Regions from separate parts of the Mus musculus genome. Here region 2 is linked to region 1. The links are chromatin contacts, called in public HiCAR-type maps. All regions are on one chromosome and are shown on one strand. The core of a region is the stretch at or near the end of the contact, and the rest is flanking DNA. Distances in the headings are between cores, read along the strand shown.

Region 1 (6,309 bases), core at 1,556-4,055:
GAGTCAGCTCCCAACACAGGCCCAGGTCCATCATTTAGAGGTAAACCAAGGGCTGGGATTTCTCAAAGAAGTTTGTGTGAGAAAATCATCTGGGACAACCTGGAGCCTTTTCAGAGTGAAAGGAAGAGAAATTTACAGCCCCAGGTTTTAGCAGTGGACATCAGGAAACACCCAGGACCTCTGCATAGTCACCTGTCAAGGGAAGGGAGCCTCCACATTCCACTCCCACCATGCATGCATATATATATATGAAATCAAATATAGTTTGAAGAAAATACAATTTATTTATTGTTTACTTCTAAAATTAATGGTGTTACTTGTGTGTAATAATGGGTTTTGTCATGACATTCTTTTAGACATGAAAATAATGTATTTTGATCCATTCACTGTCACCCTCTCTTGTCCCCTTCCACCCTGTTGATCTCTTCCTCTTTCTAGCTGGCTCTCTTCCTTCTTCCTCCCTTCCTTCCTTTCAGGACCCAGTGAGTTCACTTAATGTTCTTTCAGGATCATTGACAATGAACCAGTGGCTACACCACAGACTGCTTACAGGTCCTCAATGAGCAGAATGCTATTGGGAAGAGACATTATTTTATTCAGTTAAAATTTAGCATGGCTACTTTTCCTATCTCCTGTCCCTGATATAGCTAGATAGACAAAGAGGAGAGAGAGAGAGAGAGAGAGAGAGAGAGAACATAGATAGAGAGACACAGAGAGATTAAGCTGTGAGATTTCTTGGTTTTTTGTTTTTGGTTTTTTACCCATTGCATACTGTTTGAAGAGATCAAAATAATGCAAGAGAAAAGAGAATCAAAATTGCATATTCATTTGACTATATTAGGGCAGTGTAAGCAAATGTGTGATTTCATTCTTAGGTATACTTTCTTGTTCTATCACATGGGACCTACACTATGTACACTACACTATGTATACTATACTATGTATACTACACTATGTACATTACAGTATGTACACTATACTGTGTACACTATGGGCACGACACTTCCCATACCAGACAGCTGATATACAATACTAAGTTCTAAACATGTGCTCTATAGCAGGTCCCAAACTGCTGGGGCCTGGGAACTTTTTTTTCTGGACAAAACCAGAATATAAATATTTTAGGCTTTGCAACCCCATCTGGTCATTAGTGGCTACTTAACTTTACTGTTGATAGCTTCAAAGGTATACTGCTATTAGGTAAACAATTGTGTCTCAATAAAACTTGATTTGCACAGACAAGCAGTGTATCTGCGAGTTAGAGTCGATCAGCCTATGTCAAAAGGCCTAACAGTCAGAGTCTGCTGTGATATCCAAGATATGGGCCATCCACAACACCTTCAACTTCTCATGTAAGTACACCTCTTGGGCTAAGTGGATACAGAGCCATACCAAGGGAATTATGGGAAATGTAGTTCTTAGTTTGTTCTCCTTAAGAGGGGAGCTGCTGTACTAAGTAGACAAGAGATAATCTGGTGCATTGATGCACATGATCATGTAAGATTCATTGGCTATGAAGCCATGGTGACTGGGACCAAGACTTCAGAATCGCTCACTGCTCTTGGACTTAAACTGTAGACTAAGCTTTCCTGTGAGCAACACAGGATCCAACCTAAAAGCTCTTGACTGAGGTCACTCAGGTCTCTGCTGGCATGTAGGTTGGGTTGACATTCCACAATGCCAGAAGCTAGGTTGTTTGTTTGTTTTAATATATTCTACCATCCATGGCTTTTCTGCCTGTGCCATTTTGCGGTTCAGTGGCTGTATATCACCACCAACAAAGTTACTTTGTCACTGTACTGCTGCTGTGAAGGGACACCATGACCAAGGCAACTATTATAAGAGAAGGCATTTGACTGCGGCTGGCTTACAGCTTCAGAGGTTTAGCTCATTATCATGGGAGGGAGCATGGCCTGACACAGACAGGAGGAGTAGCTGAGAGCTATATCCTGATTCCTAAGGTGGGGGTGGGGTAGAGCAGAGGGAAACGGAGAGGGTGAGGGAGAGGGAGAGAGAGAGAGAGAGAGAGAGAGAGAGAGAGAGAGAGAGAGAGACTCTAGGCTTGGCATGGGCTTTTAAAACCTCAAAGCCTACCCACAGTGACCCACTTCCTCCACCATGGTCACACCTCCTAATCCTTTCAAACAGTGCCACTCCCTGGTGATTAAGCATTAAAATATATGAGCCTATGAGGGCCATTCTCATTTAAACCACCACACAAGGATAATGGCAGAAAGACTTCCTCTAGATGGCTATGTTACAGAAAGTCCTTATCTCTTCTATTTACATGCCATGGTTTATTGGACTTTATAATTTGGAATTCTGTCTTGTGAAAATCACTTATGAGTCTTAGTCTGAAGGAACAATATCTAACTCTAGACCCTTGATAAAGACAGTCTCGTGTGTCACAATCCCAAGTGTTCAAACTTTGGGCCAAGCCAAAAAGAATGCAAGTGAGAGGCAGGAGTGGTGGCATATGCCTATAACCCAGCACTCAGAGGTGGATGAAGAAAGTTGGGAGTTTGAGAGCATCCTAGGCTACCTGCCTCAAAAAACAGAGCAAGAAGGTTACGGTATGAGTCATACTCCACGATGCCCTGATGTGCAGGCACAGCTTGCCGAGGCACAGACATGGCTGCAGAAACAGCATAGTCAAGGGAAGAGCTACCAAGTAGTCTGTAATCAAGAAAGCAAGGACGAGCCTGCATGGAAGGTCAGCATGTGACCTCTGGCAAGCTGAGGCTGATGGACAGCCCAGACTGAAAGCACATCTAGTTGTTGCTGACAGTGTTCCCAACCCGAGTCATAGTCATGCTGGCTAGAGGGCTGAGCCCTGAGCTAGTGTAGGTCAAGGGATCTGTGTCACACAAGAGACTCACCAGCCAACATTCTGGACTTAGATAACCATTCTTCAGGCCATGTTCCAGATCACGTATGAGTCTTCCCACCCAAAATGCAGAAGCACTAAACCCACCCTTCCTGAGCACATGATATTTTTTTGATCAAATATTGTGCAGTATTTAAGACTCTAAAGGACAATCTCTAAGACTCTTGCATACAAGAGTCTAGAGGCCAAGTTCTGTGAGAATTATAATAAATATTTTGTACTCTTGGCTTCCAGGTTCACACAAAATTCTTGTAAAACAAATTTCTAAATATTTGCGTTGTTGCTCACTATAGCCCGATTCTGACAACCAAATGACTGCAACCAGATTGATTTCTTTGGGGGCTAAGTTTTCATTATTAACATATTCCAAGTCCAGCTTCTAGAATACAGAAGGCATAAAATCATACAACTTAACTAAAATCCAAACCAAAAGTCACAGAACATTGTAGACTCGTGTTCAGCACCATACAAAGTCCTTTCAAAACACTGACCCCTGGATTGCCAGTGTTGTTAGATCCTAATGCTAAGAGAGGTGTCAGAATCCTACAGCAACCTAAAGCTACCTGAGCTCAGAATTCCCACGTGATTCCTGGAGATGTCGTTCCTAAACTGTGTCTCCCATGTCCTCAAGCTGGGCTGGCAATGGAAACCGACTGTGCAATACCTCTCTGGGTTGAAAAGATTTCTCAGCAGTTGAAAGCAATGACTGCTCTTCCAAAGGACCCAGGTTTGATTCCCAGCACCCATGTGAATTCACAAAGGTCTGTTTCTTCAGTTCTAGAAAATGTAATTCCCTTTTCTGGTCTCCACAAGCACCAGGCATGCATCTGATGCGCATACAGGCAAAACTGCCACACCATAAAAATTAAAAATTAAAAAAAGCCATTCCTCCAGTTTGAGAGCCATCTCTCCCTCCCTCAACTGCTTACACATTCCAGGAGTGCTTACATATTGTGAACAGCAAGAAGACCAGAGAGAGCAGTGGTCTTTTCCACCTATGAAAGATTAATAATAAATATAAATATTTAGAATATTTTGTGCTTATTATTAGTTTCTTGTCATTTCATTCCCCCAGAAAACTTATGGTTGGATTGTCATTATAATGAGTGACATTAATAATTACTATCAAAATTCTCATTTTAGCATAGAAAATCCAGTCTCAGAAATACCACTGGTTGCTGATTTCAGGGTTACAGGGGGATCCCCCAGCAATGGGGCAAGACATGGGGAAAGGTGGTCTGGGTCAAAACTACTGAATTCCAGCCAGGGAATAACCTAAGAGTCAGCTGTGGGAATGCGCAGTGGGCAAGCAGCGACAAACCAAGACAATTTGAAAAGATGTGAACCAATATAAGATGGCTTTTGGATTTTTTTCAAGACAGGGTTTCTCTGTGTAGCCCTGGCTGTCCTGGAACTCACTCTGTAGACCAGGCTGGCCTCGAACACAGAAATCCACCTGCCTCTGCCTCCCAAGTGCTGGGATTAAAGGCATGCACCACCACTGCCCAGCAGCTTATGAATTTTTGCTGAATTATAAGCCATGTGTGCTGGCTAGACTCATGTCATCTTGAACAAGCTAGAGTCCTTTCAGAAGAGGGAACCTCAACTGAGAAAGTACCCCCAATAGATTGTTCTGTGGGCAAGTTTATGGTGCATTTCCTTGATTGATGACTGATGTGGGAGGGCCCTGGGCTGTGGTCCTGGATACTATAAAAAAGCAAGCCGAGGAAGGCAGGGGAAGCAAGCCAGTACTCGGTGCTCCTTCGTGGCTTTTGCTCTAGTCTCTGCTCTGGCTTCCCTCCATGATGGACTATAAGGTGTAAGACAGATCCTTTCCTCCTTGTGGAGGTTGAATGAGAATGGCCCTCATTGACTCATATATTTATTTGGATGTTTGCCTCCCAGTTGGTGGACTTTTTAGGAAGGATTAGGAGGGTGTGGCCTCATGAAGGAGGTGTGTCATTGGGGGTGGGCTTTGAGGTCTAGAACTTCAGCCCATGGATTGGTGCTGCTCACACTCATGGCAAGTCTTCTGTCTTTACTAAACTCTCTGGAAATGAACTCACAGATATACCAACTGCCATGTTTTCATGATGATTCAAAATTCAGTCCATTTAACAATGAAATCAACCACTACACATATGCAGGCTGAAACTTCATGATACAGGCAAGTAACAGCAGTGGAATTTTTTAAGCTCTAAAAGAGTTTTACTTCTGTACACTCAGTGCATGTGTGTGTGTGCATGTACACACACACATGTGTGCACATGTATTGTGTTCATGAGTGAGAGAGCATGCATTGCACATGTGCTACCTCACAGAAATATGTGTTCATGGACACATCATTTACACACACACGCATTCACATACATACAGAAGAACAGATAAATAAATACATATTTTAGAATAAAATGAAATGGCTTTTATAAATATGATTAATATGTTCAAGGTTTTAAAGGGAAATGTGTGCATAATGAGGAAAATGTAGATGATACAAAAATATTTTTAAAAATCACTTGGGTTTCTGCGAATAACAACACAGTATTTGAAATTTAAAATCCATATGGAGTTAAGAGAAAATTGAGTAAACCCCAGCAATACTGAAGACAGTACTGGTCCCTTTCTACACTGAAATATGTGGAAAGGCTGAACAACAGGTAAGTGCAGCCACTCTGACCTATGGGGCTGCATTATGCTGACTGACACATATGAAGCTACAGTTTCAAAGCAGAGCAGAAGAAACTGTGTGGAGAAAGATTGGAAAAATGCTCCCAAATCTGATGAAAAAGAAGCCCACAGATCCAAGAACACCAGTGAACCCCAAGCCAAAAAAAAATTCAGACAGACACTGTGTTCCAGTTGTTAAAAAAAACTCACTGATAAATTATTAAAACCGAGCTAGAGAAAGTACCCAAGGAGCTAAAGGGATCTTCAACCCTATAGGTGGAACAACATTATGAACTAACCAGTACCCCTGAGCTCTTGACTCTAGCTGCATATGTATCAAAAGATGGCCTAGTCGGCCATCACTGGAAAGAGAGGCCCATTGGACACGCAGACTTTGTGTGCCCCGGTACAGGGGAACGCCAGGGCCAAAGGGGGGGAGTGGGTGGGTAGGGGAGTGGGGGTGGGTGGGTAAGGGGGACTTTTGGTATAGCATTGGAAATGTAAATGAGCTAAATACCTAATAAAAAATGGAAAAAAAAATTATTAAAACCAGTAGAAGTAACCCCTCCACAATATAGTTTATAAGAGAACACACACACACACACACACACACACACACACACACACGTGCACACAAATCCATAGACCTCTGTCACAGCCATGTCCATTAGGAATGAATAAAAGACAACTTTAAAATAGGAAAAAAGTCAAATTAGAACTCTTTATTCAGTGGAATGTCCTCCAAACACAAACCA
Region 2 (6,309 bases), core at 1,390-3,889, 110 kb after region 1:
ATGTGGCAAGGGCTCTCCCACACTCATACCCTTGGTGCCAGTTCACCCACAACCTCCACATCCAGGACCGGATCTACTATGCTTCCTAGGTGAAGTGCAGAGCCTGCTCTCTGGAATGCTGCTGTAGGTGAGGGGCAGGGCCAGCTCTCCTGCCTGCTGTATGTGGGTGAGTGGGTGGGGTCATCTCTCCCTCACCCCTGCCACCACTCAGGAGAAGAGAGGCAGGACTAGCTCTCCTATGAGCACACCCTTGGAGCCAAATCACCCACAACTCCCACAACCAGAACCAGCTCTACTGTGCTTCCTGGGTGATGTGTAGAGCACTCTCCTGGGTACTGCAGCTTGCCAGGGGTAGGGTCGGCTCTCCTGCTCATGAGTTCTCAGGACCAGCTCTCTCATGATGTCCAGGAGAGGGATGGGACCAATTCTGCACAGCCCTCAGACATCAACATGTCCTCGGGCAGCAACCCAGACCAGGGATGTAGTTCAGTTGCAGAACCCTTGTTTAGCATGTTTGAGACCCTGGGTTCAATTTCCAGCACCACAAAGCAAACTGAAAAGACTGTTAAATAACATTCAATAATGACTGTCTAAACAATAAACCAGACACTACAAGGGTCAAACTGTTCCCAGCATGCACCCAGTGTTTCCCTTTAAGCCAAGCAGTGTCAGCCTCATCCCAAGGCAGATCCTGCTTCCTCCGGCCCACACCTGTCCTGGCCCACACCTGTCCTAGCCCACACCTGTCCTAGCCCACACCTGTCCTAGCCCACACCTGTCCTGGCCCACATCTGTCCTAGCTCACACCTGTCCTAGCCCACACCTGTCCTGGCCCACACCTGTCCTAGCTCACACCTGTCCTAGCTCACACCTGTCCTGGCCCACACCTGTCCTAGCTCACACCTGTCCTAGCTCACACCTGTCCTAGCCCACACCTGTCCTAGCCCACACCTGTCCTAGCCCACACCTGTCCTAGCCCACACCTTTCCTGGCCCACACCTGTCCTAGCTCACACCTGTCCTAGCCCACACCTGTCCTGGCCCACACCTGTCCTAGCTCATACCTGTCCTAGTTCACACCTGTTCTAGCCCACACCTGTCCTAGCCCACACCTGTCCTAGCCCTCACCTGTCCTGGCAAAAAGAAGTTGGTTCTTTTGATATTCAGGCTCTTTTAGAAGAGCAAGAAAGCCTGCCCCTTTGTCATGCCCTCCTTTTCTGAAACTTAGCCCTGAAGGTGAGAACACCTGTGCACTGCATTCCAGCCCAAGACCTGCACCTCCTCTTTCCCTTCCCTCCTTCTCCTCTGCTCTCTCTTTGCTTTTTTATCTACACTCTTCTTCCCTCCCCTCTCTCCTCCTCTTCCTCCTTCTCTTCCTCCACCTTCCTTTCTCTCTCCATCTCTGTCTCTCTCTCCCTCTCCCTCCCTCTCTCCATCTCTCCCTCCCTCCCTTCCTCTCATTCTATCTCTCTCTCCACTCCCCCAGAATAAAACCAGCTTCCCCAGCCTTTGCAAGTGGTAGAGCGTCTCAACACTCAGCTTATCCTTCAAGGATCCTCCCTAAAAGCCAACCATTCTCAGATGCCCTTCCCTCTGGGCTCCTACACACCCTTCCTATTCATCCATCTATTTGTGCATACACTGAAAAACTCTTCTGCTCCTGAAGACAAGGAGTTGAGTGTCCTTACAAACCAAGGAGATGAGAGAGACAGAGACAGAGAGACAGAGAGGCCAAACAAATATGTTAGTTGTTGTTTAGGGTGTGGTAGGTGTATGGGTGTGCACGATACAGTGAAGATAAGAGCAGAAAGAGACTAGCCTGCTGTGTCTGCACATTTGCATGGTAGCCTTGGGAAGGTTCTGAAAAAAGTAGTGGGTTCCATACTCTCGGTTTCCCTCACGCTAGCTACCTTGCTGCCTTCCTCTGCTCCTCCCTTGCTGGGAAGGCCATCCACCACACTCACAGATAGCGGCCCAAACCCCATAAAAAGCTCCAGCAATAAATGCACGTTGAAGTTAACTGTCTGTGAGTACAATGGCTGGGGAATAGAGCCTGGGTTCCAAAGAGAAGCCTCGGAACCGTCAGGTGCAGTCCCTGTTCAGGTGTGGAGGCTGGGGCGGTGGAAACTGGAGGTGTTTTGCATTGATTCCAGGGTTCCAAGAAGCACTGTGGCCTTGACATTTTAAAGCCCAGGGAACAGGGAGACAAAGGAACGTTGTGAAGGGAGGGGAAATCCATCCAACGTGTCCGAAGAAGACCTGTCACAGAGTGGCCCTGGGTCATCTTAGGTTCACCTATGGTATTTATTCAGCTCTTTCCCCCTAGAAAATGGACTCCATAACTCGCTTTTCCAGAGGAGACCCCGATTTGGTTGGGGATGGAGGAGAGTCAGGTACCAAGCTGGCAAGGTGGCTGGCTCCCAGAAGCCATTCTCTGCTATGACCCTGAGGTTAGATGGGCTGGGAGTGGGGGAGGGCGATACTGGCGAGGGCGTCGGGGCAGCAGCCTGCCACCGGCTCAGGTGGCAGAGGGGCCTAGACTGGCCTGGAGCCAGGGCCGCCGCTGTGTCCGCGCCCCTCCCCGCCGCTGGAGCCCTCCCACTTCCTCTGCGCTGCTGTCAGGGAGCTGGAGCTTGGATCAGTGCAGGCTCAGGACGCTCGCGAACCGAGGCTGTGGCTCTGGCTCTCAGCCGCGCGACCATCGCGACACCCGCCGCCGCGCAGCGGGCCATGGACTTTCCCAGGGGCCTCCTGGTGGCCTGGACCCTCAGCCTTTGGCCAGGTACGTGTTCCCCTAGCCTGTCTTTCCTTCCGGGAGCCCCTCCCTAGTCCTCCAGGACCTTAGCTCAAGTTGAGAGAAGAGAGATGCGACGCACCTCCTTCAGTAGCACTTGGGGACACAGGTCTGCCGGGAAGGGCTGCTGTTACAACAGTCCCACCAAGAAAGCAAAGGAGGGAGGTGTGCCTAGGAAACTCTTTCTAGGACTCTGATGTGTTTGGGGAAAGAAGTCGGGACTCGGGTTGCTAGAACCACTGAGCATTTCTGATGTTCCCGATGCAGCTCTGGGGATAATTCCTAAGTGTCCACTCTGCCATCCAGGCATCCTTCCATTGACGAGGGTCCAAGGCCCCAGCTGGGGAAGGAGGCAGATCGCGCCGAATGAGCGTGACCCGACTGCCCCCGCCGCTACCCAAGGCAGAGCCCCCTGAAGTGTGGAGAGCCAGATCCTGGCGGCCCTGGAGAGCCTGGAGTCCTAAGAGATCCCGGAGTCCTAAGAGAACAGAATCCCTCCAGTTTGGCTGCTAGGCGTTAGTAAACTCTCTTCAGCCCCACCAGAAACAGAGGGCACAATCCCTCAGCCCGGGACCGGTGGAACAGATACTTAACACTAGTGTAGGAACAGAGCAGCGTCCCCAGCTCGCGCTTGGAATTATGCAATTATTCAATAATTCGGGGGAAGCCGCCGTCACTGTAACGCGCTGCTGCTTAATGTATTCCAGGTGTGGGGGCGTAGCGGGAACCTCGGTACCCGTCACTGAAGGAAAGAGAGACAAGTCTTTGGGTTCTCAGCCTGGGGTACCCTAGTTCAGGCCTCCACACTGCGGGTGCCCAGCCCAGCTTCAGCCAACCGCATTGTGCTGCGCGCGGCTAGGGAAAGTTTTCCTGGCCCCTTCACAGCGTGGCAGAATGCTTCAGCCAGAGCCAGAGCTAGATAGAGCCTAAGGAACAAACTGGTTGGTACTGGCTGCCAACCTTGCCGCTCTTTCTGAGTGTCTCTGGCACTAGCTGAGACCAATAGGAGAGGACAGAGGCAGTGACAGCTGGACAGGTGCCCTTGGGTAGTACAAGTGAAGATTCACCCCTACCCAGTCCGGTGGCTCTCTCCAAGCTTTGGTCAGTTGTCCCCATTTGGGGACACACATATATCCTTCTGTCCTTTGCTGCTTCTGGGATCCCCTGCAAATGAAAGGCCTCTTGAAACTGGCTGGGTTTCGTTCTGATCCCAGAGACTCAGTTGGAAAGCAAACTTTATTGCACGAAGTTCGAGTTGGGGGAGGGGCGGGGAAAGGGTTACTGCCAGACCAGAGGCTTTTAGAAAGCTCCAGGGAGAGAAACCCATGGGAGGTACACTCAGGGAAGGAACTGCCTGCAGTCACTGGAAATCCATCCACAGGAAGGAGATAAAAACTCCTGAGTGACTCTAGACAGGTGTCCCCAGAGAAGGACAGTCCAAGCATCCCAAAGCTAAGTGCAAGAGTTTGGAAAGTAGTTCTGCACAGACCTTGTGAGCTCTCTAAAAGCTTTTCTCATGGGGGACAATGGAGGCAGAATCCTGAGTTGTGGAAGCTGAGTTGTGGAAGTTGAGGCTTGGCGCACAGTGGGACTCCAGCAGTGGTTGCTAATGTTCGTGCAACTGAAGTGGGTGGAGCTCTGAGGGATGGAGTGTTGAAGGACCTCTCAAGAAAGGATTTGTGACTCATTGCCTCCCTTACATGGAGAAAGCCACTTCTGCATTATTGCTGATCAGTTCGGGTTTTTGGAATATGGGACTCATTATATATATCCATCAATGCTAGACGGGCATCTGCTTACAAGAAGAAGGTAGGGCTCATGTGCCCCTGCCACCTGGGCCCTGAATGGCTCAGGTAGGGCAAGAACTGAGAGAATTAAGCAGAGGTATGAGGGAATGAATGGAGAAGAGGAAGTAAGGCCTCTGTGTGTGTGTGTGTGTGTGTCCAGAGACAAGTAAGGAAGGCTTCCTGGAAGAGGAACTGGATCACCCCCCCCCAACCCCCAAAGCATAGTGTATGGAACTTAAAATGACATTATTCGTATTTCTAGGGACTAAAGAATGAAGGGATGACAATTTGTGTATGGCTGCTCAAGTGTGTATGTGTGTGTCTGAGTGTGTGGGTGCTTGTGTAAATTTGTATGTATGTGTGTTTAGGTGTAGGGGGTGTTTGGCTGTGTGTGCTTGTGTAAGTGTATGTGTTTGTTTAGATGTCTGTGTGTGTGTTTGTATTTGTGTGTGTGTGTGTGTGTGTGTGTGTGTGTGTGTGTGTGTGTGTAAATGAGTGTGGAGGCCTTAGAAAGGCTTCAGGTATTGTCTCTGGCACCATCCAGTACTATCAACCATTCTGAGAGTGTCCCTCACTACCTGAGACTGTCCCTAACTGACCTTGGACTTGCCAAGTAGAAAGGGGCAGCTGGTCAATGACCCTGAGAGACCATCCTGTCTCCACCACCTCAGCACTGAGGTTACAAACACACCACAATGCCACAACAGCCATTTTCCTTTTAATAGCATAAAGGTGCCTGACTAGTCTGGATTCTGAGTACTAGAAGGGTTTGAGGGATCCGTGGGTCATTTCCCTGGCCCAAGGACAGAATTCACTTTGGTCCCTTACCTGTGAATCATATGGGTCCTTTGGGAGGCTTCAGGAAGACACAAGGCAAGATCAGGCACTGTGGCAACGAAGGCCCCAGAGTCCCTCTGTGTGGAATTGGCCTGGACTCTGCAGTTAGGCCTTACTGCCCCTGACAAATAATGTCCTCAATTTCCTCTTCTACAAGGTAGGGGTAGTAACAGAATTTGTAAAGTTATTGCAAAGACCAAATAGGCCGTTTTCCCAGTGCTTAGCAAGTGGCACCACGTTGTCTTCCTCTCTGGAAGCCACCTCTTAGGTCATGAGGAAGGATCTGAGGTGTTCAGAGGCTTTTCTCTTGAGCTCAGGTTGACAGGAGATGGCTAAGGAGGTATACTGGAGGCTCAGGGGCATAAGTGCCAGGACCCTAAAAACCAAGACTCTCCCACTGCTACCAGCCTGGCCCTAGGTCTTGGTCCCAGACCAGACTAAAGGACTTAATATTTTGGCTCTGAGCTTTCCCTAACGTCTGTTTGATCTTGGTGCAGGCGGTTCTTTGGTATTCGGGAGGGGAAAGACCAGCTCACTTCTGTGTGTCCTTGTGGGTGTAGCTCCCCCTTCAACAGGAACCTAGCTCATGGCTGTTGGAGACTGAAAAGGCTCGACATGCGCCCCCCCCCCCAACTTGGAAGGGCAGAGGCTGAGATGCAGTTGATCACTTTGCCTCCCCCACCCAACCCATCATAAAGTAGGATGACTAGCTACCACACCTGTGCCCCCATCTCTCAGAGAGGGGATGCAAACACCACCCTTCTCATGGTTCCCAGCCACACAGGACTGTGGGCCCTCTGGGAGCTCACTCTGCTCTTCCCTCTTACTTGCCATCTCTGAGTCTTATAATCCCTCCTTCTGCAACAGTAGGGAGCCCCACTTCATCCTCCCC

What was found. HiCAR-type assays count read pairs that join an accessible place to other places.
Region 2: a HiCAR-type map of fibro-adipogenic progenitors shows a contact between it and region 1, with 4 times the contacts expected there. The contact joins the promoter of Itga11 here to the enhancer-like site in region 1. A contact is called at or near these places in 9 of 484 Hi-C or Micro-C datasets (the MC3T3-E1 cell line, adipose-derived mesenchymal stem cells, cerebellum and 5 more) and 2 of 115 datasets of contacts at active chromatin or transcription factors (embryonic fibroblasts and fibro-adipogenic progenitors).

Annotation. Positions count from the first base shown.
Region 1 is chr9:62,566,551-62,572,859 of GRCm38.p6, forward strand. No RefSeq gene overlaps it. Among named protein-coding and RNA genes, the nearest start is that of Gm39352, 28 kb to the left of the region's middle. Within about 2 kb of position 2,806, at least 7 of the 459 cell types and tissues checked have an H3K27ac peak or open chromatin away from gene starts, as enhancers often do. A contact at or near this core is called in fibro-adipogenic progenitors, where this site is marked.
Region 2 is chr9:62,675,216-62,681,524 of GRCm38.p6, forward strand. Itga11 (integrin alpha 11) reads left to right here and starts at 2,640. Exons shown (of 30, transcript NM_176922.5): 1 at 2,640-2,781. The coding sequence starts at 2,730.